Regions from separate parts of the Mus musculus genome. Here regions 2, 3, 4, 5, 6 and 7 are each linked to region 1. The links are chromatin contacts, called in public HiCAR-type, HiChIP or PLAC-seq and promoter capture Hi-C maps. All regions are on one chromosome and are shown on one strand. The core of a region is the stretch at or near the end of the contact, and the rest is flanking DNA. Distances in the headings are between cores, read along the strand shown.

Evidence for each region. Promoter capture Hi-C pulls out the DNA fragments that hold promoters and counts their contacts. HiCAR-type assays count read pairs that join an accessible place to other places. HiChIP or PLAC-seq counts read pairs in DNA pulled down with a chosen protein or histone mark.
Region 2: a contact with region 1 is called in an H3K4me3 HiChIP or PLAC-seq map of forebrain, with 6 times the contacts expected there. The contact joins the promoter of B4galnt4 here to the promoter of Mtg1 in region 1. A contact is called at or near these places in 2 of 39 promoter capture datasets (hippocampal neurons and second pharyngeal arch cranial neural crest), 3 of 484 Hi-C or Micro-C datasets (LSK cells, cerebellum and embryonic stem cells), 9 of 115 datasets of contacts at active chromatin or transcription factors (SST interneurons, embryonic forebrain, embryonic hindbrain and 6 more) and 2 of 9 other capture datasets (liver and pancreatic islet).
Region 3: an H3K27ac HiChIP or PLAC-seq map of embryonic stem cells shows a contact between it and region 1, with 6 times the contacts expected there. The contact joins the promoter of Sigirr here to the promoter of Mtg1 in region 1. A contact is called at or near these places in 1 of 39 promoter capture datasets (cranial neural crest), 2 of 484 Hi-C or Micro-C datasets (B cells and muscle stem cells), 4 of 115 datasets of contacts at active chromatin or transcription factors (embryonic stem cells, memory CD8 T cells and pancreatic cancer cells) and 2 of 9 other capture datasets (liver and pancreatic islet).
Region 4: a contact with region 1 is called in a promoter capture Hi-C map of embryonic stem cells, with 3 times the contacts expected there. The contact joins the promoter of Ifitm1 here to the promoter of Mtg1 in region 1. A contact is called at or near these places in 2 of 39 promoter capture datasets (cranial neural crest and embryonic stem cells), 1 of 484 Hi-C or Micro-C datasets (bone marrow-derived macrophages), 3 of 115 datasets of contacts at active chromatin or transcription factors (embryonic stem cells, pancreatic cancer cells and stem cell-derived neural progenitor cells) and 1 of 9 other capture datasets (macrophages).
Region 5: a contact with region 1 is called in an RNA polymerase II HiChIP or PLAC-seq map of embryonic stem cells, with 8 read pairs. The contact joins the enhancer-like site here to the promoter of Mtg1 in region 1. A contact is called at or near these places in 3 of 39 promoter capture datasets (cranial neural crest, embryonic stem cells and frontonasal cranial neural crest), 1 of 15 datasets of contacts at CTCF or cohesin (the NIH/3T3 cell line), 4 of 484 Hi-C or Micro-C datasets (LSK cells, cerebellum, embryonic stem cells and 1 more), 10 of 115 datasets of contacts at active chromatin or transcription factors (T-cell acute lymphoblastic leukemia, acute myeloid leukemia, astrocytes and 7 more) and 1 of 9 other capture datasets (liver).
Region 6: a contact with region 1 is called in an RNA polymerase II HiChIP or PLAC-seq map of embryonic stem cells, with 9 times the contacts expected there. The contact joins the promoter of Ifitm3 here to the promoter of Mtg1 in region 1. A contact is called at or near these places in 8 of 39 promoter capture datasets (cranial neural crest, embryonic stem cells, liver and 3 more) and 5 of 115 datasets of contacts at active chromatin or transcription factors (astrocytes, embryonic stem cells, extraembryonic endoderm stem cells and 1 more).
Region 7: a HiCAR-type map of astrocytes shows a contact between it and region 1, with 5 times the contacts expected there. The contact joins the promoter of Ptdss2 here to the promoter of Mtg1 in region 1. A contact is called at or near these places in 4 of 39 promoter capture datasets (the HPC-7 cell line, cranial neural crest, embryonic stem cells and 1 more), 2 of 484 Hi-C or Micro-C datasets (B cells and embryonic stem cells) and 6 of 115 datasets of contacts at active chromatin or transcription factors (the SCID.adh cell line, astrocytes, embryonic stem cells and 2 more).

What each region holds. Positions count from the first base shown.
Region 1 is chr7:140,135,439-140,139,148 of GRCm38.p6, forward strand. Mtg1 (mitochondrial ribosome-associated GTPase 1) reads left to right here and starts at 2,126. Exons shown (of 11, transcript NM_199301.2): 1 at 2,126-2,335; 2 at 2,881-2,945. The coding sequence starts at 2,227.
Region 2 is chr7:141,059,718-141,063,195 of GRCm38.p6, forward strand. B4galnt4 (beta-1,4-N-acetyl-galactosaminyl transferase 4) reads left to right here and starts at 1,261. Exons shown (of 20, transcript NM_177897.4): 1 at 1,261-1,707. The coding sequence starts at 1,557. It overlaps Gm39114 (a long non-coding RNA gene), which reads right to left and starts at 1,322. Exons shown (of 2, transcript XR_881000.2): 1 at 1,081-1,322.
Region 3 is chr7:141,098,628-141,101,816 of GRCm38.p6, forward strand. Sigirr (single immunoglobulin and toll-interleukin 1 receptor (TIR) domain) reads right to left here and starts at 1,919. Exons shown (of 10, transcript NM_001355055.1): 1 at 1,852-1,919. It overlaps Ano9 (anoctamin 9), which reads right to left. Exons shown (of 24, transcript NM_178381.3): 24 at 2,592-3,189.
Region 4 is chr7:140,966,079-140,969,397 of GRCm38.p6, forward strand. It overlaps Ifitm1 (interferon induced transmembrane protein 1), which reads left to right and starts at 1,998. Exons shown (of 2, transcript NM_001112715.1): 1 at 1,998-2,360. The coding sequence starts at 2,178.
Region 5 is chr7:141,036,910-141,040,385 of GRCm38.p6, forward strand. No RefSeq gene overlaps it. Among named protein-coding and RNA genes, the nearest start is that of Ifitm6, 22 kb to the left of the region's middle. Within about 2 kb of position 1,347, at least 29 of the 459 cell types and tissues checked have an H3K27ac peak or open chromatin away from gene starts, as enhancers often do. A contact at or near this core is called in embryonic stem cells and extraembryonic endoderm stem cells, where this site is marked.
Region 6 is chr7:141,009,465-141,012,652 of GRCm38.p6, forward strand. Ifitm3 (interferon induced transmembrane protein 3) reads right to left here and starts at 1,280. Exons shown (of 2, transcript NM_025378.2): 1 at 933-1,280; 2 at 126-425. The coding sequence starts at 1,181. The coding sequence ends at 261.
Region 7 is chr7:141,129,068-141,132,757 of GRCm38.p6, forward strand. Ptdss2 (phosphatidylserine synthase 2) reads left to right here and starts at 2,219. Exons shown (of 12, transcript NM_013782.4): 1 at 2,219-2,450. The coding sequence starts at 2,335.

The DNA of each region.
Region 1 (3,710 bases), core at 876-3,375:
CAGGTCTTTAAGGCTTGCCCTAGCCCCCATCCCAGCAGTTTGTCATGAAGCATGTTATATCATAAGGACACTTCCTGCTTTAATGTCACCAGGCTGCCCTTGCAACACCATGGAAGAAAGCCAGTACTCTAACAGGTTTTTACTGTAGTCTACAGCTTGAGGACTGAGAAAGCACAGATCTTTCAAGGGCAAAAGTCTTTGTTGTTGACACTCAGGGACACATTTCAGTTTTCAGAGGAGTGACTTTGCGGGACGGGGGACAGGCTTGCCAGGAGGATCTGAGCTGCTAGGGATGGGTTGGGGCTCTTCCATGATGGAGACTGCCTTGACAGACCTAGGACTTTAAACTTACAATCTGGGCACATCCCCTCACTGGACTCCCCCATTTTCCTTTTGAGACAACATCTCACTCTGACCCAGGCTGGCTTTGAAATTTCTATTCTGCCTCAGTCTCACAAGGGCTGGGCTTATAGTATGTGCCTGTCTGGAGGCCTGGGGGTGATAGTAGTACTGGGTATCAAACCCAAGGCTTCCTGCATTCAAGGCAACCATTATAACATTGAGTTACATGTCAACCCCTTTTATTTGAGATAGTGTCTCTCTTAGGGTAGTTTCTAATGCCTGGCTTCCCCTGGCCTCTATCATCCTTAGCTGGTATCACAGGCCTGTTCTACCAGGAGCAGCTGGATTTGCATTTAGTCTTACAACTATGAAGCCCACTTCACTCTCATTGTATTAATGGGAATGTAGTCGGTATTTATAACAGTTACATTAAAATGTCACACTTGAAAATGGAGGCATTACAGGTGTGTGTGTGTGTGTGTGTGTGTGTGTGTGTGTGTAACACTTGAAAGTTCTAAGGCAGGCCCGGGAACTGATAGGGGACAACTCAATTTCCTTACATTGATTTATATGAGTATACGAGGGAGAAAGACGACTTTTTTTAGACTGCCTCATGAAGCTCAGGCTGACCCTGAGTTCCTGACCCTCTTGCCTCAAATCTCTCATATGCTAGGATTACTGGTGTGTGCTGTCACACCTGCCTGAGTTTTGGTAGCGTAGGCTACAAAGTGAGATATTGTCTCAAAAGGAAGAAAAATGTGCCTAGATTTTAAGTTTAAATTTCTAGGCCAATTTCCCACCATGGAGAAGCCACATCTTCATTGCCAGCAGCCCAATTTCTTCTGGCTTCCCTATGAAACCCTAGAATCTTGGGCATGCTAGGCCAGGCCAGCTTGTTATCCTCCATGCTATATATCCTCAAACCTGAAAGATTTGGAATATAGTGAAAAATCTCCAGATTGGGACTGGAGAGATGGCTTGGAGGTTAAGAATGATTGCTGCTATTGCACAGGACTGAAGTTCAATTCTCAGCACCCAGTCAAACAACTCAAAAGCCCCTGTAATTCCAGGTCCAGAGGATCCACTGGCTTCTGGGCGTATCCGCTAACACATGGCATACACAGACACTTCAAATAAAAATATAAAGGGCCCCCAATGGAGGAGCTAGAGAAAGCACCCAAGGAACTAAAGGGAACTGCAACCCTATAGGTGGAACAACAATATGAACTAACTAGTACCCCGGAGCTCTTGTCTCTAGCTGCATATGTATCAAAAGATGGCCCAGTAGGCCATCACTGGAAAGAGAGGCCCATTAGACTTGCAAACTTTATATGCCCCAGTACAGGGGAACGCCAGGGCAAAAAAAGGGGAGTGGGAAGGTGGGTATGGGGAACTTTTGGGATAGCATTGGAAATGTAAATGAGGAAAATACCTATTAAAAATGAGAAAAAATATAAATAAATGAAATTGAGTCTTTTTGTTGTTGTTTTTCTCTGTCTTACCATGTAGCACTGGCTCTGGAATCCACCAGGCTGGTCTCAAGCACACTGAGAGCCACTTACTGGCCTCTGCCTCTGGTGCTGGGGATAAAAAGTGTGCGCAACCACAACATAAGAGCAAATATAATATTTTATATATATATATCGTCTTTCCAAAAGAAAAAAAAGGAGACTATCTTCAAATCCCTGAAAAGAACCTCACATAAGCTCAGGAATCCTGAGAATGGAGCACTACCGGGCCAACCCCGTGCCCCTGCTTATCCCAGAGTGCTCGAGTCAGGCGCATGCGCAGTCGCGCACGGAACCCAGGCGCGCCGGAACCCTGTGAGCAGATCCAGGCCCTGGCGGAGGCGGTCCGACTGCGAACTCTTCCGACACCAGTGACATGAGGCTGTGGCCGCAGGCATGGGGTGCCGTCCGGGGCGCTTGGCGCGAGTGCTTCCCTCTGCAAGGTCACGATGTAGCACGCTGGTTCCCCGGCCACATGGCCAAGGGTGAGGCCAGCATGGGCTGCAGGCGGCACGGGCGCCGGTCCTGGCGGTTCCTTGGTTCGCCTTCCTGGCATCGGGTTGGAGAGCTGTTTTGTGCTTGATACTTTTGAGACGCACTGAGTGGTCCCTTTAAGTCACATGCAAGCTGATGTCTGAGTTTATAGGTCACAACTTGGCCCCAGGCAGCTGTAGACGTAGTGCGGTCCTAGGCTGCTGTTTGCTGTGGTCTTGGCTGCCGCAGCCATGCGAGATTATAGTGTGTGGCAGAAAAGGCGCCGGGAGTGTGAGTGGACAGGTGGCAGTTGCGGTGCGGAGCCTCAGTGTTTCTGTGCAGTGAGGGTATTAAGTCCGCACAGTATCAGGAACTTCCTGATTAAGACCATCTTGTGTGAAATGTACCTTCCAGAACCATCGGGGCACCGTGGAACGTGGCTCAGAATGCTGCCTCCTTTAACCCTGTGTGCACTGATGGTTCTCAGATGTATTCCCCTAGGAGAACTTAAACTTGCCCCCTTTGGCTGTTTCCTTAGTGCCCCTCTATTTTCTAGGACTAAAGAAGATGCAGAGCAGTCTGAAGTCGGTGGATTGTGTTATCGAGGTTCATGACGCCAGGATATCCTTTTACGCTGTAGAGGGGAGCACCTCTGCTCGACTGTAAAGGCAGCAGCAGGATGCTTTCCTGGTTCCTCTCCATCTCCTTCAGACAGTTTAGTCTGCTCTGCCTCTGGTCCATCATTATGTCTACAGCTGCGACAGCTTCTTTTGTAATTACTGGGACATAAAGCAGTGTTTTCCAATTCTCATTACACATTAGAGTTCCCGGGAGGCTTTTACATCAATAGCTAGGGCCCTTTTAGATCAGAATCTCCCTCGTGGGGTCTAGGCTGGTGTTTTTATTTTTAGGCTCCCATCTGATATCTCTCCCCCCCCCCCCCCCCCAGACAGGGTTTCTCTTTATAGCCCTGGCTGTCCTGGAACTCACTCTGTAGACCAGGCTGACCTTGAACTCAGAAATCCGCCTGCCTCTGCCTCCCAAGTGCTGGGATTAAAGGCGTGTGCCACTACGCCCGGCCCATCTGATATCTTATTTGTCTCAGCCTCTTGTTTACTTTGATATTTTTAGGGGTAAATTATGAAACCGGAGATGAAATGATCCTACTAACCTGTCCTTTCCTCTTGTCCTTAATTGAAGAATTGGCAAGTTACAATCATGTCTACTGGCAGGTGCTTCTCAGACTGTTTGTTGCATTTAAGCTGTGTTTGGTTTCTGTTGGCATGTGAGTTTTTCATCCTGCTTACTTAGCCTTAGAAGAGCGTGGGGATGCCAGACCACCAGGCCCCTGGAACAGCAGCTGGTGGTGGGCGTGGGGACCTGCTG
Region 2 (3,478 bases), core at 11-2,510, 920 kb after region 1:
CTTTTAGCTGGATGACTAGGAAGATGAAAAAGTAGCTACAACAAGCTGGTGTGTGCTGAGACAATGTTCAGGATATAAACAAGTGCAGGCATCAGAAACAAAGTCAGGACAGGAAACCAGCTGATGAGAACAGCAGCTGATGCCTGGAAGAAAGTTAAAACAAAACAAAACAAAACAAAAAAACCCGACAGAAACAATTAAAAAGTTTTTTTTTTAAAGAAAGAAATGTGGCCAATTTGATTTTATGTCCCAAGGATACATAGTGATGGTGGGGTAATGTTAAAAACAAAGGCAAGCCAGGTGTGGTGACACATGCCTTGAATCCCAGCACTCAGGAGGCAGAGGCAAGCAGCGGTCTAAGAGCTCCAGGCCAACTAAGGCTACACAGTGAGACACTGTCTCAAAACAACACAAACTAAACAAAACCAGCAAAGCCACCTTGCAAACAGCACAGTGGTGCATGTGGTATGGGAAGGCTCCCTTGCCTACTGAGCTGGAGGCCACCCCTTAGAACAGACACTGGAAGTTGCCCAGTCATCTCCACTGGGGCACACCCACCCAGGGTGCGAAGGTCTCTAAGAGATTCCATCTCCTTCCAATGGCTTCTTTCTACTTAAGGCCATGGCATCACGGAGGAAGGGAGACTATTTAAATGTCCAGTCCCCATTCCTAACCCACGAGCTCTGCAGGCTCACAGCAGCTTCTGCTACACCAACTGAAGTACCCTGGTCATTAGGCTGGAACCTCAAAGAGAAGCGGCTGGTGGTAAGGTGGGAGAGAGGTGGTAGTCAGGAGGGCTGGGATGCACCAGCTAGAAAGCGAATGGAGTGCACAACTGAAGCTATCTGGATAGAACCACCCTCCACCCACCTGTCCTTCCTTACAGCTAGCCGAGAACATCCCAGCCTCGTTTTAGTCCGACTGAGAGGAAGGCTGAGCTCCTTCTCTGCGTGCTCATTATTCCCAGCGTTTTCCCAGACACGCAGCCGGATTCCCGCAGCACCCCTCGTCCCTGCCATGGCCTCCACAGTAACAACGACCTCTTACATCCCTCTCCCCGACGTCCCTGGTGTCCCTCACCGCAGATTCGGTCCCCACAACCCCCGCATCCCCGGGCGCGCGGCCGGCGAACACCAGGTGAATGCGCGCGTCGTGTGGATCATTGGCACACCCTAACGCGCCACCCCGCCTCCGAGCATCACGGATTGGTTGTACGCGGGCTGGCCGCGGCCGATTGGCTCGGGCACCGCGACCATCGGTCCCGTTTCACGCTGGGTAGCACCGCAGCGTGGATGCTGCTCGGTCCCGCGGCGTCCAGAGGAGCGTGAGCAGCCGGGAGGGGCGGGCGGGGGAGCGCCTCAAGGAGCCGCTCCCGCCGCCCACCCCGACCGCGGCCTGAGCAGCCCGGGAGTAGTGGCCGAATCCCGTAGTCCCCGCAGCGGACAAAGGACCATGCGGTGCTGCAGGCGCTAAGCGCAGCAGGGTGGGCCGGGGGATGTGGGGCGGGGCAGGCGGGGCCGGGGGGCCGCAGCGACGCCCCTGATTGTGGCGCCGCGATGCCGTGGTTCCCGGTGAAGAAGGTCCGCAAGCAGATGAAGCTGCTGCTGCTGTTGCTGCTGCTCACCTGCGCCGCGTGGCTCACGTATGTGCACCGGAGCCTGGTGCGCCCGGGCCGCGCGCTACGCCAGCGGCTGGGCTACGGGCGAGGTACGCGATGGCGCGTAGCGAGAGGGCCCGGACCTCCCAAGGCCTGGGGGTCTGACTGCCCAGAGCCCCTGCTGTCCTGCTCCTCCCAGCTCAGCTATATTGGGGGAGGGGTCGCGGTTCTGTTCGGCGGGACGCCCAGTGACGTCAGCAGTAACGCCAGGGACCCTCGGGGCTCATCCCTACCTTTTCCGACCCTGGAATCTGGCTTAGATCCGGTGGTGATGGAGTTAACGGTGGGCCCTTGGGGGAACCGGTGCCCTCAGCTAAGAGGCTTGTCAGGCCATTGCCTACTTAGCAGGGCCTCGGTTTCCTCATCTTCTGGAAGGTGGGGAGGTAAGGGTGGTGTTGAGGGATCCAGCTGCCTAGAGTGGCCAGAGCAGCTGGAAACCCTGGGTACACCTGTGAGTGAACTGAGATGTCTGTGTGCTAGGGACCAATGCTAACTTGAGTAAATGCTTGCTGTAGTTTGCACGTTTAAGAGTGGTCAGAGGATGTACAAAGCAACTTAGGCCTGTGGGTAAGAATCCGGGGAGAACCTCTGGAGTTGGTGGCCATTGGACCCACACCTTGGGGGAAAACTCTCCAGAGCAGGGTGAACATCAATGACAGCTAGGTAGAGAAAGACCAGGGAATGAGCCTGGAGAAGCCTAACCAAGCCACGTAGAGCTCAGCCCCATCTTTGTGAGGGAAGCTGGTGAGCTGAGGAGGGGAGCAAGTATCTCTCCTCTCAAAGTCTCAGAGCAGTGACACTGGCTCACTATGTTCTGGTCCAGTCCACCTGATGGATCCAGAACTCCCTTTTCAGCCCTGCACCTGTCTCCTGCCTGCAGAGGCCCTCTGCCTCTTCTTATGCCTGGACAACTGTTTCCAGACATCTTCCAGCAGATCCTGGGCCAAGGATCTGAGACAGATCCCAGCCCTCAAGAAAGTCTATGGGTCATCCCAAACCATGTACCTTATTAGCTGTGACGTCTTCAAGATATCCTGCCACAGCTCTATCCCGAAGAGATAAGTCTGGACTCAGAGCTGACCCAGTACCCAATAAAGCCAGCTCCCACCAGCTGCCCTTGTGGGTTCAGCTGACTTCCTGAGCAATTTGTTTCTGTCTGAGACCAACCAGGAAGGAATGAAGACAGGGAACCCCACTGTTGAAGATTGATCACGAGGGCAGCTGGCTCTGACTCCTCCTAGGTGGGTAGGATCTATTCTGGATCCTGGAAGATCAGTCCTGCCCAATGGCACTGCTAGAAGCAGCCTGGGCGGCACAGATGGGGCCCCAGCCACACACTCTCTTCTCTGGGCTGAAGGCCATCTCCTGTCTGGCCACCTGGGACCCACCAGGCACCACAAGGCATGTGAGAAATTGGGTAGCTGCAAGCGCCTGAGACTTTCCTGACAGTGTCGTCAGTCTTCAGAGCTGGCAACGTTCAGCGGGTGTCCAGCAGCCTGTGCGTATAGATACCTCCAAGTGAGGGTGGGGCAGATAACTGTCCCTTTGTGCTGAGGCTTAGCCTGAGCTGAGAGCCCACTACAGAAAGTTCCCAGTATACTCAAAATGCCTGGACTTAGCTTGATGGGCTGTGGGTATCCAGGCCAGGCTCCAGGACGTTGACCAGGAGTCTTGCTTGCTCACTTCCTGGCTTCTCAAGGAAGGATCTAGAATGTGGAGCACCGCCAAAATTTCAAGGGAAGAGACCACACAGGCAGCCCCTCACCTAGAGACAGTTCAGGCTCATCTGGTATCAGCTGTACCTTTCCAGTAGCCTGGCTT
Region 3 (3,189 bases), core at 669-3,168, 960 kb after region 1:
GCTGAAGGGAACAGATGCCCTTCCTCTACACTTATGGATCCGTTTGCTGCCTGAAGCCGTCTCGGCCTCCTGAACATCCCATGCACAGTAACTGGCTGTGTTTCCCATGTTGTGAATCAAGAAATTAATGTCATCCTCACAGAATCTTGGGTCAATACTGTTCTCCTTTCCTGTCTGCTAACATCTACCACCCTCTATCCCAGCAGGTTCTCAATCCGTGGGGTCAGGATTGTAATTTTTTTTTTAGATTTATTTATTATTATACATAAGTACACTGTAGCTGCCTTCAGACACACCAGAAGAGGGCATCAGATCTCATTACAGATGGTTGTGAGCCACCATTTGGCTGCTGGGATTTGAACTCAGGACCTTCAGAAGAGCAACCTGCTGAGCCATCCCACCAGCCCAGTATTGTAACTTTACTACTGTTATGAATTGTAAATTCATAACAATGAATTTGTATCAAAATCAAATTTTGTAGCAAAATTGCAGTTATGAAGCAGCAATGAAAATAATCTTATGAAGCCTGGCTGTGGTGGCCCAAGCCTTTAATCCCAGCACTTGGGAGGCAGAGGCAGGCGGATTTCTGAGTTCAAGGCCAGCCTGGTCTACAAAGTGAGTTCCAGGACAGCCAGGGATACACAGAGAAATCCTGTCTCGAACCCCCCCCCCAAAAAAAAGAAAAAAAAATAACCTTATGGTTGGGGGTCACCACAACATGGGGAATTGTATTAAAGATTAAAGAGTTGCAGCTTCATAACAGTAGCAAAATTAGTTATGAAGTAGCAACAAAAATAACTTTATGGTTGGGAGTCACCACAACAAGAACTGTATTAAAGGAAGGTTGAGAACCACTGTTCTATCCCATACCCCAGCCTCAGGCCACTCTTGCATAAAAACTCAGATGGCCTCAGATATTTGCCTCTGCAGTCTTTTGAAGGCACTCCAGGGCCTCAGAATTTAAATCCCAGCCTAGACCCTCGGATCACTCAGCATTGCCTCCGTATTTTGAGGTTCCTGGAAGGCCCAGGTCCTGGAGGCACAGTCCTTGAGCTATAGGGGCATCCTGTGCTATCAGATGAGTGAGTGTTCTGGAGCTTCGGAGCTCGAAGCCCCAGGCCCGCTCCCCACTTGTGGATCCGGTTTTTTGCTGCTCAGCATCTCGACACCTGGGTGCTGCTCAGCGCTACTCTTGCGCCGCCCCTGTTTCTGGTGTGTGTTGGATCCCCACATATCTTTCTTTAAAGAAAGGAGTGTGCATAAAAGGCCTCGAGGAGACCAATTCCCCGAGTTCATCCAGCTCCTACTTCTTGCCCTTGGTCTTCTGCGGGTGGCGCACGACCTGTTTCCCGGAACTCAACAGGTGAGGCAAGCCGACCTATCAGGCACGCGTGCAGAAGATGGGGACGCGCACGGAGAGCGGAAGCGCGCCGACAGCTAGTCTGGGCGCGCACCGAACGCTGGCGCTCACAGGAGGCGAAGGCTCTGCTAGGGTCCCCGCGAGCCCGGGTCCCTGCCAGCCTCTCACTCTGCTCAGGTGTCCTAGACTTGCTTAGGTTTGAGATACGTTTGTTGGGAGCGAAGGCGAGGTATTACGACCCCTCGCCCGCCTCTACAGGCTTGCACTTAAATCAAGAGGAAGCTATTGACCATGTTGGGCAGAATGAAAAGAGCAAGGCCAGAGAAGGGGACTGGACGCAGTGCTCTCGAGCTTCCGGGCTGAGCGGGAAACCCGTCTGGTTCAGAGCTACTTCCTGCGGGACCATGGCCCCAAGGCTCCTCGGAGCAAAGTGCTCCCAGGTCCTCAACCCTAAAACTGGAGCGGCTCCAGGAACCAGGACCTCTACTCACCTCCGCGTGTCTGAGTCACGACTGCCACCCACCTGAGACTCGCGCGGAAGCTGACAGTTTACCTGTCCGAGGTGCGCAGCGGCGACAGACCCAGCGGCAGGTGCAGCCCCGCCCCGCAGGCAGGGCTAGGGCGGACCTAGTGTCCCGCTTTAAGCCTGAGGCTAGTGCTGGTGAGTGTAGGAAGTTCCGTCCCGGGATCTTCAAACTTCCCGGCTTAGGGGCAGGGTTTGGTTTGACCAAAGGAGCCCAACCAGCGCAACCCGCAAAGGGCCACCCTGCTGACTGTCATGGTGTTTTGCCTCTCCAGCCCAAACTCTTCCTTTTCCTCCAGAAAGTCTTTCTTGATTCACATCCCACTCATAACTGACCCCGTGTCTTCTCTTGCCACTCAAAACCCCAGATATTTGGAAGAACCTTCTTCCATAAGGTGCCCCGCGCTTAGACAAAGAGGCAAAGCCGGGCGGTGGTGACGCATGCCTTTAATCCCAGCACTCGGGAGGCAGAGGCAGGCGGATTTCTGAGTTCGAGGCCAGCCTGGTCTACAAAGTGAATTCCAGGACAGCCAGGGCTATAGAGAGAAACCCTGTCTTGAAAAACCAACCAACCAACCAAACAAAAACCAAAGACAATGAGGCAAACCAAAGAAGAGCCAGGTGGCCCCAGGCTGCCATAATTCATCCCATCTCAATCTAGCCCAGGGAAGAAATAATCTCTAGAAACTGGATCTACATCATGAGGCTCAGAAATCAATACACACAGGTTTATTTTGCTTGTAAAAAGTTTTGCCGCTGTACGGATCCAGGTTAACTGGGAGGGAGGGGATCCAGAAGTTACTCTCTAGGCTTCCCACAAAGCAGGAGGCCACAGAGCAGGATCTGAGGCCCAGAAGCCAGGAGGTCCATGGCTTCCCACAAAGCAGGAGGCCACAGAGCAGGATCTGAGGCCCAGAAGCCAGGAGGTCCATGGCATTTAGGCTAATTTTACTGCATGGGGGTTTTATGAGCAACCTGCAGTTCTATAGGTACTAGGGTCATTCAAGAGTCTCAAGTCAGGTCTGTACCAATCTGAACCGTAGGAAAGTTGAAGCAAACCCCACAGGCACATCTGTGCCGTTCATAAATACCCTAAATATACATGGATTTCAATGATCCCTACATATACAAGTCTCCCGTGGTTAACATATACACATGGGCTTCGTAGGATGCCCATATACACCTACATATAGTCTAGGCCCTCCTTTGATCTTCATGTATTAACATATATGTAGACCATCCAGGATCCTACATATACATGGGCCATTTTACAGCCTCCCTCAACACATACATACACATTGTTATG
Region 4 (3,319 bases), core at 748-3,247, 830 kb after region 1:
CGGGCGGTGGTGGCGCACGCCTTTAATCCCAGCACTCGGGAGGCAGAGGCAGGCAGATTTCTGATTTCGAGGCCAGCCTGGTCTACAAAGTGAGTTCCAGGACAGCCAGGGCTACACAGAGAAACCCTGTCTCTAAAAACCTAAATAAATAAATAAATAAATAAATAAACTTTTTTATCTAGATTCTAATCTGGTAAATACCTTTATCCCTGTGCCTTTGGCTCCTCATTCTTGATACACAATCAAACCCAAACAAAGGTGATGATGGCATTGCCTGGGGGGGTGGGACTGGAGGGGTGTCAATCAGTCAAGACAACTCCTGGAGAGTTCTGCCAGCTGCTTTGCCTCCTGCTGCCTCTCCCTTCTCTGGCCTGGCCTGGCCACTCTGCTGTCCTCCATAGCACGATTCGTTACCCAAAGGCTTTCAGTGGCTTCTTCTAGACATCTGCTGTTCTCCTTTGCAGCTTTTATGTAGGTATGACTTCCCAGAAGGTGATATTAAATTTTACTCTGGTCATCTCTGTCCTCTGAAATGCCAACTGTGAGTGAAATTAAGCGCTAATGGCTTGGAAAAGTTTAAGCCAGATGGCTGCAAACCCCAGGAGCTTCAGATCTAGAAGTAGACAAAGCAAATTCCCTGACAAGGTTTTGGGTTTGTTGTTGTTTTGTTGTTTTAAAGATTTACTTATTATATGTAAGTACACTGTAGCTGTCTTCAGACACACCAGAAGAGGGCATCAGATCTCATTACAGATGTTTGTAAGCCACCATGTGGTTGCTGGGATTTGAACTCAGGGCCTTCGGAAGAGCAGTCAGTGCTCTTACCCTCTGAGCCATCTCGCCAGCCCCCCAGGCGAGGTTTTTATTAGGGGCTTTTTCTACAGAAGAAAAAGGGAAGAGGCGGGGAGTTTTGGGAGGATGAAGGAGAGGCACAGCTCTGAGGCTTCCTGGTTTTTAAGTACGTTAAGGGGGCAAAGGGATGGCATGGAGCACACAGTGAGGACTTCAGACCATGGGTCAGTCTTGATAATGCCAGTATATTCATATGCTGTGATGGCTAATGTTGCTTAGCAACTTGACTTCATCTAAAATCAACTGTAACACAAGCATCTGGGCACACCTGGGCACACCTGAGAGAGTAGGGCGCTTTTTTGTTTTTGCTTTGCTTTGCTTTTTTGTTTTTCCTGGTTGGATTATTTGAGGTCAGAAAAGCCACCCTAAATGTGGGCCACACCTTCTGGTGGCACCCCACATAAAAGGTCATGGAAGAAGGATGGTTTTGCCTGCTTACCCTCTTGCTGCTCAGTTTCTCTCTCCTGTTCCAGAGATATTAGAACCTACTTCCTCAGGGTCCCAACGGACCTCTGTAGAATCTCCCTGGGACTCTAGCACCACATTGACACAGCTGACTTTAGTCTTGTGGACAACGCCTGGATCCTAGGCCTTTCCATCAGGAGACAGTCATTTTAGGGCTCCTCGACCACACCTGTAAGTTATTCTAATAAATCCCCTTCTTAGGACACACAGCAGTTCGGGGGGGTCAGGATTTGGGGTAGAGTTATCTCTGGGGAATTTCTGTTTTATAGACCTTTGTTTTTCTCTCAGCTTCAGCTTCTAGAATGAGTCTCTTACTAAGGCAAAAGCAAATAAACTAAAAATGTAGAATCCTGAGCTCTCGGCCCTGTCTGTACAGAGGGTGGATGTTAGAGTCTATGACAAGTTGTGTGCTCCTGTTCTCAGTCACAACAAAGGGAGCTAAAGAATGTGCAAAACATCATCCCTCCTCAAAGCAAACTCGGAGCGACCGCGTTGTTCCCTTCTGCTTACTGTAACCTATGCACTGGGGAACACTGCAGTCACCTCTCCTTCCCAGTGGAGGGGGTGAGCTGCCTCACAGCTTCAAACCCCAGCCTCTGGGGATTAGGACAGCTTGAAAAGGGGTGGGAGTGGCTCTCCCTGCCCACACCCTAATGGTAACTTGAAACCACTATTTGCCCTTAACTCCGCAGCCCCTAAAAAGCACACCAAATTGTAAACATAAGGAAGTAGGTTTCTGAGAAACAGACCCCACTGGAGGAAAAAGGCCGGCCCACTGCGCAGCAGGCTCCGGACTGCCCAGTTTGAAAAGCCTTCTCATTCCTTCCTTATTCTCACTCTGCAGCTTCAAAAGCCGAGAGATGCCTAAGGAGCAGCAAGAGGTGGTTGTACTGGGGTCACCCCACATCTCAACTTCTGCGACAGCCACCACAATCAACATGCCTGAGATCTCCACGCCTGACCATGTGGTCTGGTCCCTGTTCAATACACTCTTCATGAACTTCTGCTGCCTGGGCTTCGTAGCCTATGCCTACTCCGTGAAGGTATTGTATGGGCCTCAACCTTGACTTACCCAGGTGGTACCTGGGTTGTGTGTGTGTGTGTGTATGTGTATGTTTGTGTGTATGTGTGGAGGGAATCCCAGGAGGTGCCTGGGGATCCGTGGGTCAAGGTATCTCCATCATAGCCTAAAGTTTGAAGGAAGTCTCCTTACTTCCTGATTCTTGGAATGCCCCCCCCTTTTAAAAAAGATTTATTTATTTATTATAAGTACACTGTAACTGTCTTCAGACACACCAGAAGAAGGCATCAGATCTCATAGATAGTTGTGAGCCACCATGTGGTTGCTGAGATTTGAACTTGAAAGAAAGAAAGCTAAATTCAAGACTTCAAAGCCCTAGCCAGAAAGTTTATTCAAGGTCCTTGACTCTTGCGGCTTGCTAGTTAGGAGGGCTTTTTGGGCTTAGAGCAAAGAACAAAGGCTGTAAAGTCATCCTAGGTACCAACTAGCCATTGAGACAAGAAAGGCACGCAAGGACAATCTCCAGGACAAGCTCTGATGAGTAATGGGCCACCTGCTGATATGGTTTGGGCTTAGCCAGATGTCCTGCCGACCAAGATAAACACCCTCCCTTTAGAGTTACTATCACATACAGCTCTCTGATGTTTAAATTGCCCATTTGTGTGTAACTGTGCCAATCCTCCCCCTACCCCCACTCCTTTCCTATATAAACCCCTAACTTTAGAGCCTCGAGACCGACATCCCTTATCTCCTGTGTGAGAGGACCTCTTGGAAGAGCAGTCAGTGCTCTTAACCGCTGAACCCTCTCTCCAGCCCCCTGGAAGGTTCCTTAACCCTGAAGATTAACACTCCTGGCTGGATGGAAAGTTCACTAGGAACTAACAGGAAACAGTAGAGTAAGAGGCTAGTGCTGGGTGTTTCTGGGTAGTCGTGAGTGTGGTAAAGTGGAAGAAGGTCCCTGGCCTAAAGATTAAGAGGAGC
Region 5 (3,476 bases), core at 97-2,596, 900 kb after region 1:
CATCGAGCTGTTTCCTAGTTGTGTTCCTTTGTGCCTCAGTCTTACAATATGGGCATGCTCTCCTCCTGAGCTCTGCAAAGGGAAGGTCCTGATCTCTTACTCTTTTTCCATTGTGCCACACCATCCTGACTCCTTCAGTGCCTGCTCCTGCATATGGCAGAGGGGATCAAGCCAGTCTAACTTCTCAGGATCTGCTTCTCATGGGGCAGACCAGACCTCGCCATTCATGCTGTAAGTCATGTGCCCAGGGAATCAATCATGGGCACTGCCCTATACTTACTAACTGTACTCCTGCCCTCAGCTGCCAAGGCCTCGGGCTCTGGGTCTGGGCCCATTGTTTTCCTCTCCCATTGTGTGCTTTCATCCTTGGGACCAGGTGTATCCAGGAGTTTCTGGCACCATCTTTCAGTTAGTCAATCTTTAACTTCTCTCTTCTGGGTGCAAACAGAGGGGCACAATAGGGGTTCCGAGTCATCACTCTGTGTGGCTCCACTGTGGCGGAGACTTCTTCCCAACAATGATTTGGTTTAGAGAGACTGCCGTTGTACACACTTACATTTTCTACCACAGCTCACACAAAATACCCCAAAGGAGAAAAGCGCAAGGAAACTCCCATAATGCATAGTGAGAATCGTCAAAGATGAAAGTCGAGGATGGTGGAGAACTGTGGTCTGTGATGTCCATGTGCTGGACCTTTGTCAAGTAGCAGTGGCCTCTGTGAGACCCATGCCACCTACCTCACAAACCAAGTGTGAATTTCTTGCATTAGGAGATCTCTTTAACTTCTTCCATATATGGATCCCCAACTTCTCCCTCACTGCACAGCCTCTTTACGAAGCCACTAAGGGAGCCCTGGAAGAGCCACTCTTGTCTCCCAAACCCTTCTTTGTTCCATAAACCTACTTAAGTCCGGTTTTTCACCTGCCTCTTCCATATCTACACAAGCCCTTCTGTCTTTACATACTAACCAAGGACAAACCTTTACTATACTCTGCCAATGGCAGGGGGCGGGGCGGGGGACGACGACACACAAATTGCTCTACAGCCTATATGTAGCAGCCAAACTTCTACACATGGTGACCGAAGGCTGGCCACCTTGCCTCTGGAACTTTGACTGCAACTGTACCACTTACCACTGAGACAAAGAAAATCTGGCTTCACGGCCCCGTCCTCGTTCTCAGTACAGACTTACTCAAAGCTCTCATCAGTCACCATGCTTTCTAAGGCATCCCTATCTAGGGTACGACTTCTCCATGCTTACTTATTAAATCCCAACCTTGTGCATTGTAACCTCCCCGCCTCAGCCTGAAACCTGGCTGCTCAGGTTTCACTGTTATCGGGAAGAGAGCATGTGGTGGAGCCTGCCGCCCTATCATTCTGCCACTCCCACTGCTGCTGCCTGCTGCCTAGCTGTTCCGGAGCCAAACACGTGGTCACCTGCAACTGGACTCGTAGGATGATTTGGCAGGAATGGGCCCCTTCCCCTTCTTCATAACCCAGTGTCTGGAATAGTAAAATCGAACCTTGATCAGACGGTTGTCTTGGTTCCATCTATCTCGCGCCGCCTAGCCCCCTCTTCTCTTCCAGATTCCAAGATGCCTTCCAGACTAGAACCCAGACACGTGGGCCGCTGGCCGGCCGCAACAGTACATGAACAGTGCATCATCCCTCATCCCCACAACACTCCTCCCTACGAACTCTACATCCTCAAATCTCCTTCAACATTGCTCATATCTTAGATTATCCCCTGCAAAAGGCCCCAGACTGGTAACTCCCTAGAACAAGCTCCTTACAGAGTATGATATGCTGTACTTCAAAGGGACCCACCCTCCCCCCTCCCCCCCTCCCCCCCTCCCCCCCCCACCCGCAAGCCTACAGACCAGAAGCCACATCCTCATACCCACACAACTTCCCAATAGCAGAACGAATTGTTCTTACGTGGGTTCTTGAAAGCACACTTGTTTCCAACCTTACAGCCAACATATACACTGACTCCCAATATATCTATAATATATAATACATTCTCTCCAATATCTTAATCTTGAAAGAAAGGAGTTTCCTAACCAGGAAGGGAACTTACCACAACCGAGAATCTCCTGAGAAACAAGACTCTGAGCACAAGGCTGTTCAGGTTCTGTGAAAGTCAATGAAGGGGTTAGCTAAACTGGTTGATGTTGGAACGACCCACTGTCAGCAGTACTCTTCCCTGAGCTAGAGATTCTGGACTGTCTAGAACCAAGAATGTGAGCTGGGCACTGGCTTGCTTACATTTGTTATTCTCTTCTACTGACTGTGGACATAATGTGACCAGATTGTTTCAAGCTCTGGGTGCCTTGACTTCCCCATTGTGAAGGACTGTAGCCTGGGACTGTGAACCAAGATGAACCCTTTTGTCCTTGAGTTGTTTCTGTCGGGATATTTTATCACAGACAAAATTTAGCGCTGGGTAGTAACTTTTTCTTCGCCATATGTCTTACTTAGGGTACTACTACAACGAAGAAACACCATGACCACAGCAATTCTTATAAACAAAGACATTTAACTGTGGCTGGTTCACAGCTCAGGGGTTTGGTCCATTATCACCTTGGCAGGAAGCATGGTGGCTTGCAGGCAGACATGGTGCTAGAGAGGTAGCTGAGAGTGCTAAATCTTGATCTTTGGCCAGCAGGAAAAGACTGTGTCACTAGGTCTGGCTTGAGCTTCTGAGCCCTCAAAGCCCACCCTCTAGTGACACAACTTCCTCCAACAAGGCCACACCTTTGTATAGAGCCACTGCCTATGAGCCTATGGAAGCCATTTTCTTTGAAACCACCACAAGGTAGAATTTGGGATTTTTTAAAGATTATTTTTATGTGTAGGACTATATTGATTGTCTATATGTCTGTGTACCTTGAGTGTGCCTGCTGCCCAGAAGTGGACATCAGATCCCCTGAAACTAGAGTTACAGACAGTTGTGAGCCTTCATATGGATTCTGGGTCCTCTGCAAGAGCAGCAAGTGCTCTTAACCACTGAGCCATCTCTTTGGCCCTTGATTTGGGGTCTTTCTTCTCTTTACTTTAAACAGGGTCTCATTTTGCAGCCCAAGCTAGCCTCTGACTCGCTATTATCCTTGCTCAACCTCCCAACTGCTAAGATGATCAGACTGAACTATAGCCCCGGCTGTCCTGCAACTCACTCTGTAGACCAGGCTGGCCTCGAACTCAGAAATCTGCCTGCCTCTGCCTCCTGAGTGCTGGGATTAAAGGCGTGCACCACCACACCTGGCTCTTTCTTCCTTCCTTCCTTCCTTCCTTCCTTCCTTCCTTCCTTCCTTCCTTCCTTCCTTCCTTTCTCTCTCTCTCTCTCTGTCTCTCTCTCTTTCTCTCTTTCTCTCTTTCTCTCTTTCTCTCTCTCTCTCTCTCTTTCTTTCTTTCTTTCTTTCTTTCTTTCTTTCTTTCTTTCTTTCTTCCTTCCTCTCTTTCTTTCCCTCTTGAGT
Region 6 (3,188 bases), core at 30-2,529, 870 kb after region 1:
GGACTTTGGCCAGCAAATGTCCACAACAGCAGGCCAGAGACTACTGCCAAATTGAGGATAACCTACATGTCCACCTCAGAGCAAGGAAGATAGAGGGGTGGGAGGAATAAAAGCAGTCATAGGATGGTGGTTATCAAGTGCACTTTATTGAATCCACTGTGGATAGATAAATGAGTGTTACACCTGCGTGTAGGGAGGGGCAAGGAGGGACGCAGCTGCGGAGGGTGAAGCACTTCAGGACCGGAAGTCGGAATCCTCTATTAAGTGTGAAGGTTTTGAGCGTTAAGAACAATGATGATGACACTAACAATGGTGATAACAACCATCAGGATGCTGAGGACCAAGGTGCTGATGTTCAGGCACTTAGCAGTGGAGGCGTAGGCCTGGGCTCCAGTCACATCACCCACCATCTTCCGATCCCTAGACTGGAGCAGAACAGATAGACACGGTCAGTGGCCCTGGAGCTGATAGGCAGATGCTCTGACAGTTTTCCTGACGTACTCCCTGTGGACTGCATCTCCCCATCTTAGGTCAGGAACATTTTACATCCTCTGATCATCCAGGAGGCCCTAGCACTTGTTGTTCACCCCACTGTAGGCTATTGTTCCCCATGAATCTCCTGAACATTTTCCACACAGGCTAGAATCCCAGTCTGTTGAGTGAAGGTGCTATAGGCATCTCTGCATTGGAAGAGTCTGACTCCAGAATCCCCAGGCAGCCTCACCCTGTGTCTGCCCCCAGAGAGCCTTTAAGCCTACACGTGTACACACACACACACACACACACACACACACACACCACAGAAGAATGAACACAAACTTATTTTAAACAAAGGACCCCACACTCATACCTCGGTGCCATCTGGGTAGATGGAGCTTCAGGTTCACACACACCTTTTTACACCATCACTCCCCCCATTCTAGCACACTCACCTTCACGGAGTAGGCATAGGCTATGAAGCCCAGGCAGCAGAAGTTCATGAAGAGTGTATTGAACAGGGACCAGACCACATGGTCAGGCACCGACACCTCTCTGGGCATGTTGATCACAGTAGTTCTGACAGAAGCCGATCCGTGCGGTGCCCCCATCTCAGCCACCTCATATTCTTCCTTGATTCTTTCGTAGTTTGGGGGCTGTCCTCCACTGGCAGCGGTGATGAAGGCTTGAGAAGTGTGGTTCATGGTGCGGAGCAAAGGCAGCACTGAAGGGCAAAGGATGGAGCGCGCTGCGGGTCTGCCCTTTCTGCGGCAGTTTCGGTTTCTCAGAAGTTTCCTTTTCCTGAATTTTGGCTTGATGAAACTGCTCTGGGTTCAGAGGGGCGGGGATCTAAAAAGCCTGCGGATCAAATTACTCCAGGGCAGGATGTCAGGAAGGATTGTGAATCAGGGGAACTTCCAGGCCAGGAGCCCAAGTCAGGACTTGTCCCAAGGCCCAAACCTCAGTGTTTAAGAGTGAGGGGTCCTGGAGTCAACCAAGCTCACGCTCACAGCTGCAGAACCTCACTGTTCCTTATCAAGGTCCCAGCCAGGCCCCAAAGAACCCTCTATTCTTTATTCAGCAATAAAGAGTGCCCAGAGAGCCTCTCACTATGAACGCCAGTTCTCCTGGCTTCATAGACAGGTGGGATGAACGGTACTTCTTGTGTTTTAAAGAGGAGAGAGAAGGAATATCTTCGGTGGCTATGCAGTCATATGTTGGGGGAGGGGGGGCCTCTGCAGGCCCACGCTGAAGCGTCCCTTCCCTTTGAGGGACCAGCCACACGGTGGTATCGCATAGAACAGAGTTTATTCTCTATTCATGGGGAGGGGGTTGAGAGGGTAGTAGAGACAGAGAAAGGCAGAGAGAGAGAGAGAGAACAGAGAAGTAGAGGCTGGCCATGAGCACTCGGAGGGAGTGGGGAATGAGGAGGGGGAAGCAGGTGCAGGAAGGTTAGAGAGTAAGGGGGGGAGCAGCCCCTTTTAGTGTGAGTCAGGCACACCCAGCTGTTGCCAGATAACTGTGGGGCAGAGCCTAGACAAAATGCTAACACGCCTCTGTGTCTCTCTCCTTGCAGAGCCCTAGTGCCCTAAGTGTGATCAACCACTGGACTTTGGTATTAGAACTAAATGATCTTCGGTCACTTGGCTCTGACCTCATGGTCCTGGGCTGGCCTGTTGGTGCTACAGCCACTCTTTTTCCCTCCTGCCCTAACAAAATTTATTAGTGCTAGTGGCATGGTCACCGAGAGGACCTTCGTCCTACCAGAGACGCTTTCTCAAACGCTTGGTGGGGTGAGGGCTGTGACCAGGAAAGCTACTCCTGATCATACTGAAGGACTCAGTGATAACAGGGACATCTGGCCTGGCTTCTCTTGTTAGGACTTGCATCCACTTTCTATCTTGGTGGCACTGGAAGGACCAGGCTACTACAGAGATCTCCTTCAAGGTGCCCTGCAGCACCCACCCTTCCTAGTGCCCTGAGTCTTGGGAGCTGGGGCTGCTCTAGTTTCTAGGTTCCACTCATTTCATTATCTTTCTTGAGTTCTTCACAGAGACATCAGCACCTCCTACAGACTCCCTTCTTTGCAGTCCTATTAGCTGGTGCTGGTTTAGTCAACATCTCTGAAAAAGTCTGCCTCTGGGAAGCTAGGTAGAGTGGTTTCCATGGGCGTACCTACCTCACAGAGGCCTCCTTCCAGGCCTCAGTCAGGCCTCAGGCCTCAGGGGTAGGGCTTTGGACTGGCCACAGGGACTCTGATTGGAGCCTGAAAGTGGTGGTTTCTGTTGGTTTCTGGTGTTATTTCTTTCTGTTCTGCGGATACCTCTCCAAGGCCTACTTCACACTGCTCTTCACACATCCTTCTGTTGCCTCTCAGCGGAGTGGGAGATAAAATAATATGAATGACACACACACACACACACACACACCCAGCCCTTAAGTGATAGCAAGCGTTATCCTGTGGTCACAACACACTCTGGTTTCAGGAATGATGGATCTTGGTATAACTTTTTTGTTGTTGTTGTTGTTGTTTTTGATTTTTCGAGACAGGGTTTCTCTGTGTATTCCTGGCTGCCCTGGAACTCACTCTGTTGACCAGGCTGGCCTCGAACTCAGAAATCTGCCTGCCTCTGCCTCCCAAGTGCTGGGATTAAAGGCATGCGCCACCACGCTCGGCTTGGTATATAACTTTTTAAATAGTGAACAATATT
Region 7 (3,690 bases), core at 969-3,468, 990 kb after region 1:
AAACTGCTCTTGGATAGGAGGGTTCACTGGTACCAAGGAAGGGGGCTAGGGAAGTCACCATGGAAAGGGAGAGAGCAGGGAGTAGGAAAAGAAAGAGAGAAGAGTGCATGCAGAGAGAGGGAGGGTAGAGAGATAAGAGGGAGAAGAGAAGGAGGAGGAAGAAGGAAGAAAAAGAAGAGGAAAAGGAGAAGGAGGAGGAGGGGGGGGGTGGGGAGGAGAGACCAAAATATCTGGCTAAAGGGCAGCCCAGCCCCTGAACTGGAAAGTTCAGAGTAGCAACGTGGTATGCCAGGTAGGGACTGAGGGATGCTGGGAGAACCTGGAAGCTAGATGTGCTTTAGTATGTAAAATATGCACTTCAGCCCTTGTCCCTGGGTCTAAAACCCTGCACAGGTCACCTAGAAAGACCCTCTGCAGATCTAAGGGGGCCTTCAGGAGCCCCTCTGAAGCCCTTTTTTGAAGTCCCTTTGAAGGCTGGGTGGTTGTTTGTTTGAGACAGGATCTCACTATATATCCCAGGCTGACTTGAACTTGCTATGTAGATTAAACTAACCTTCCAAACTCACTGAGATCTGCCTGCCCCTGGGACCTGGAATGAAAGGTCTGGACTACTGGTGCCATCCATACCCAGCAACACAGGCTGAGAGCTCCAAGGATCTCTGGGGGGATGGGGGGTCTTACTCCTCTAATTTATGGTTTGTCAGTTTGAACAATGACAGGGAGGCTGACAAACCCACGACTTTTGGGCAAACATGTCCTGATCTGGCCTTGAGCTTGTCTGGACTGGTGACCCTCCTGGTGGAGAAAAGGTTCACCAAGGCCTTTCTTTTAAGCTGCTAGACTTTTATTTCAGGTAAGGAGGGTGAAGAAGAAACCAAGAGTCTGCCATCTTATTGTTTATTTGTTTGTTTGTTTCAAGATAGAGTTTTTCTTTGTAGCCTTTGTTTTCTAGGATCTCATTATGTAGACCAGGCTGCCCCAAACTCACAAAGATCTTCCTGCCTCTGCCTCCTGAGTACTGGGATTAAAGGTGTGGGCCACCGCTACCCGGCTGAATTTTGTCATCTTCAATATCCAATAGGCTCTCTCTTCTCTGTCTGCCTATCAGGGAATCTATCTAACTCCTAATCTCACGTGAAGGATAACCACAGACTCCCTGATATATATACCTCCACCTCAAAGTGCTGGGATTGCAGGCTGGTGGCACCACAAGCCAACACATCTGAGAAAACTGAAGAAGGACCCACACTCTCAGACAAGAAGCCCATTCCCTACCTCTGGCAAAATGTAAGTACTCTCAGCAACTAACCATACCAGTTTCAACTATCCAACTTGACTGGTCCTGCTAATTTAGTCATTAATTTTTATTTACGTTAAAGTTTGAGACAGAGTCTAGCCTTGGCTGATCTAGAGCTCACAGTGTGTAGACTTGGATGGCTTCAAACACATATAGATCTTCCTGCCTCTGATACCTGAGTGCTAGGATTAAAGGACTATGCCATCATGTCTGGCAATAATTTATCTAATTTATCTATCTATCTACATCTATTTATTAGTGTATAAGTGTTTTGGTTGAGTGTATGCATCTATACACCAACTGTATACAGTGCCCTAGATACTAGAAGAGGGCATTGGAGCCACTGCTGCTATGTGAGAGTGGAAACTGAACTCCATCCTCTAGAAGGTCAGGCAGTGATCTTAACTGCTAAGCCATTTCTCTATCACTATTTCATCTTATTTATTTATTCATTCATTCATTCATTTTCGAGACGGTTTCGCTGTGTAGTTCTGGCTGTCCTTGAACTCACTCTGTAGACCAGGCTGGCCTTGAACTCAGAGACCCGCCTGCCTCTGCCTCCCAAGTGCTGGGATTAAAGGCATGGGCCACCAGTGCCCGGCGCCTCCTTTTTTTTTTAATTCAAGGTTTGAATAACTCAGGCTGTCCTTGGATTCGTTCAATCCTCCTGCCTCAGCTTCCGGAGTTTAGTTTGCTTGGCAGGGCTGTCTACCACAACAGTTTAGGTTGAGTCTCTTTTGCGTCCCTATCCCCAGAGATTATATGTCTTCGGAACTTTATCAACACCAGCCAGTGCCAGCCGGCTTGTACAGTCTCTGTCAGGCGGAGCACGCGGCCGGTCTCCTAGCAACCGGACCGCGTCCCTCCCACCGGGCAGTTTAGGGCTTTCCAGCGCCCAGCATGCCCTGCGGCCCGGCGCGCACTACGCGTCCCACAATGCCTCACGGCCCCGCCCCACTCCCGCGGAGACCCCGCCGGGCAGCACTGCGACCCCAGCCCACCGCCTGCAGCCTACTGGGCTGCGCAGGCCGGGCGCCATGCGGAGGGGCGAGCGCAGAGTCGCCGGAGGCTCGGGATCTGAGTCTCCGCTGCTCAAGGGCCGCCGCAGCACCGAGTCTGAAGTCTACGACGATGGCACTAACACCTTCTTTTGGTGAGGGTCTCCCCGCGTCGGGGCAGGAGTTTGGGACAGACAGTTTAGATTGGAATCGGGAACCGTCAGGGCCTGGATCAGCCAGGGGAGCGCCTCACTCCCTCCGGCCCTCGTGGAACCCCCCGTGGTCGTCTCCGTATGAGATGTCGAGTGTTTTTTCGGATCGGAGGAGCCCCGGGATGAGCTCTGGAAGGCCTGGCCACTACATATTAGTGACTTTTCAGGTTTCCCTTTCTGGGGGATAGCTGTTGTTCCCCTGCTCTTCACCCGTAACGTTGCCCTGAACTGGCCTGGTGGGCATGGCATATCTGTATGGTAGATTTTCCTCACAGCTACCCTTTTCAGTGACCCTTGCTTGCACAACTCAACCTCTGACAAGTTTTGGGGTCAGGTTGCCCCGTCTGCCTTTCGTGGAGTTGAGTGCGTAGGAATTGCAGGTGTTTTGCTTCTTTGAAGGACCATGCCACCGCCCTGGCTGACCAGGTGTAATCCCATGACCTTGGGCTAACCCTTCACCTTTCCTTGTTTGTGAGAAGGAGCACGCTTCATGAGAGGAATGGCTTTGCTTTTATTTCAGGCAGCCAAGTTTCTACCCACCTATGCGACACTGGAGTCCCAGGGTGGGCCCTACAGGCAAGTGACACCCAAGTGCACAGAAACAAATGTGTTCCCACTGGAGGGGATGTTAAGTGGAAGTTGCTCTGAGAGAACAGAGCTGTGGCAGTGTCCAGAACACATTTGATCAGAGAGAATCCTGGTCTGGAAGTGTTAAGATAATTCAGGAGAAGGTGCCATCACACAGATAGGGTCCTCCAAGGGACTCTTGTGTATGTCAGCTTGTATCTCTGGCTTGCAAGTGGGAGTGGTAACTGAGGCACTGGTGAGATACAGTTGAAATAGCAGGAAAGTGGGTTGGGTGTGGGAGATAGCTTTGCATCTGGACCTTATACTATTAGCACCTTCCCTGGGTTATGGACAGCTTCTGCAGTGAGAGCCAACCAGAGCTGCTTTTCAATATGATTCCGTCTAATGACTGTGAAAACATTAGAGGGAAAAGAAGCAATCCCAGCACTTGGAAGGCAGAGGCAGGTGGGTCTCTGTGAGTTTGAAGCGAGCCTGGTTTACATAGTGAGTTTCCAGTACAGCCAGACCCTGGAGGGAGCGAGAGAGGGAGAGAGAGAGAGAGCGCGCTTGGAAGCGAGCATGGGGCAGTTGAAGTTGTGGGTATGGTGCCAGAGCT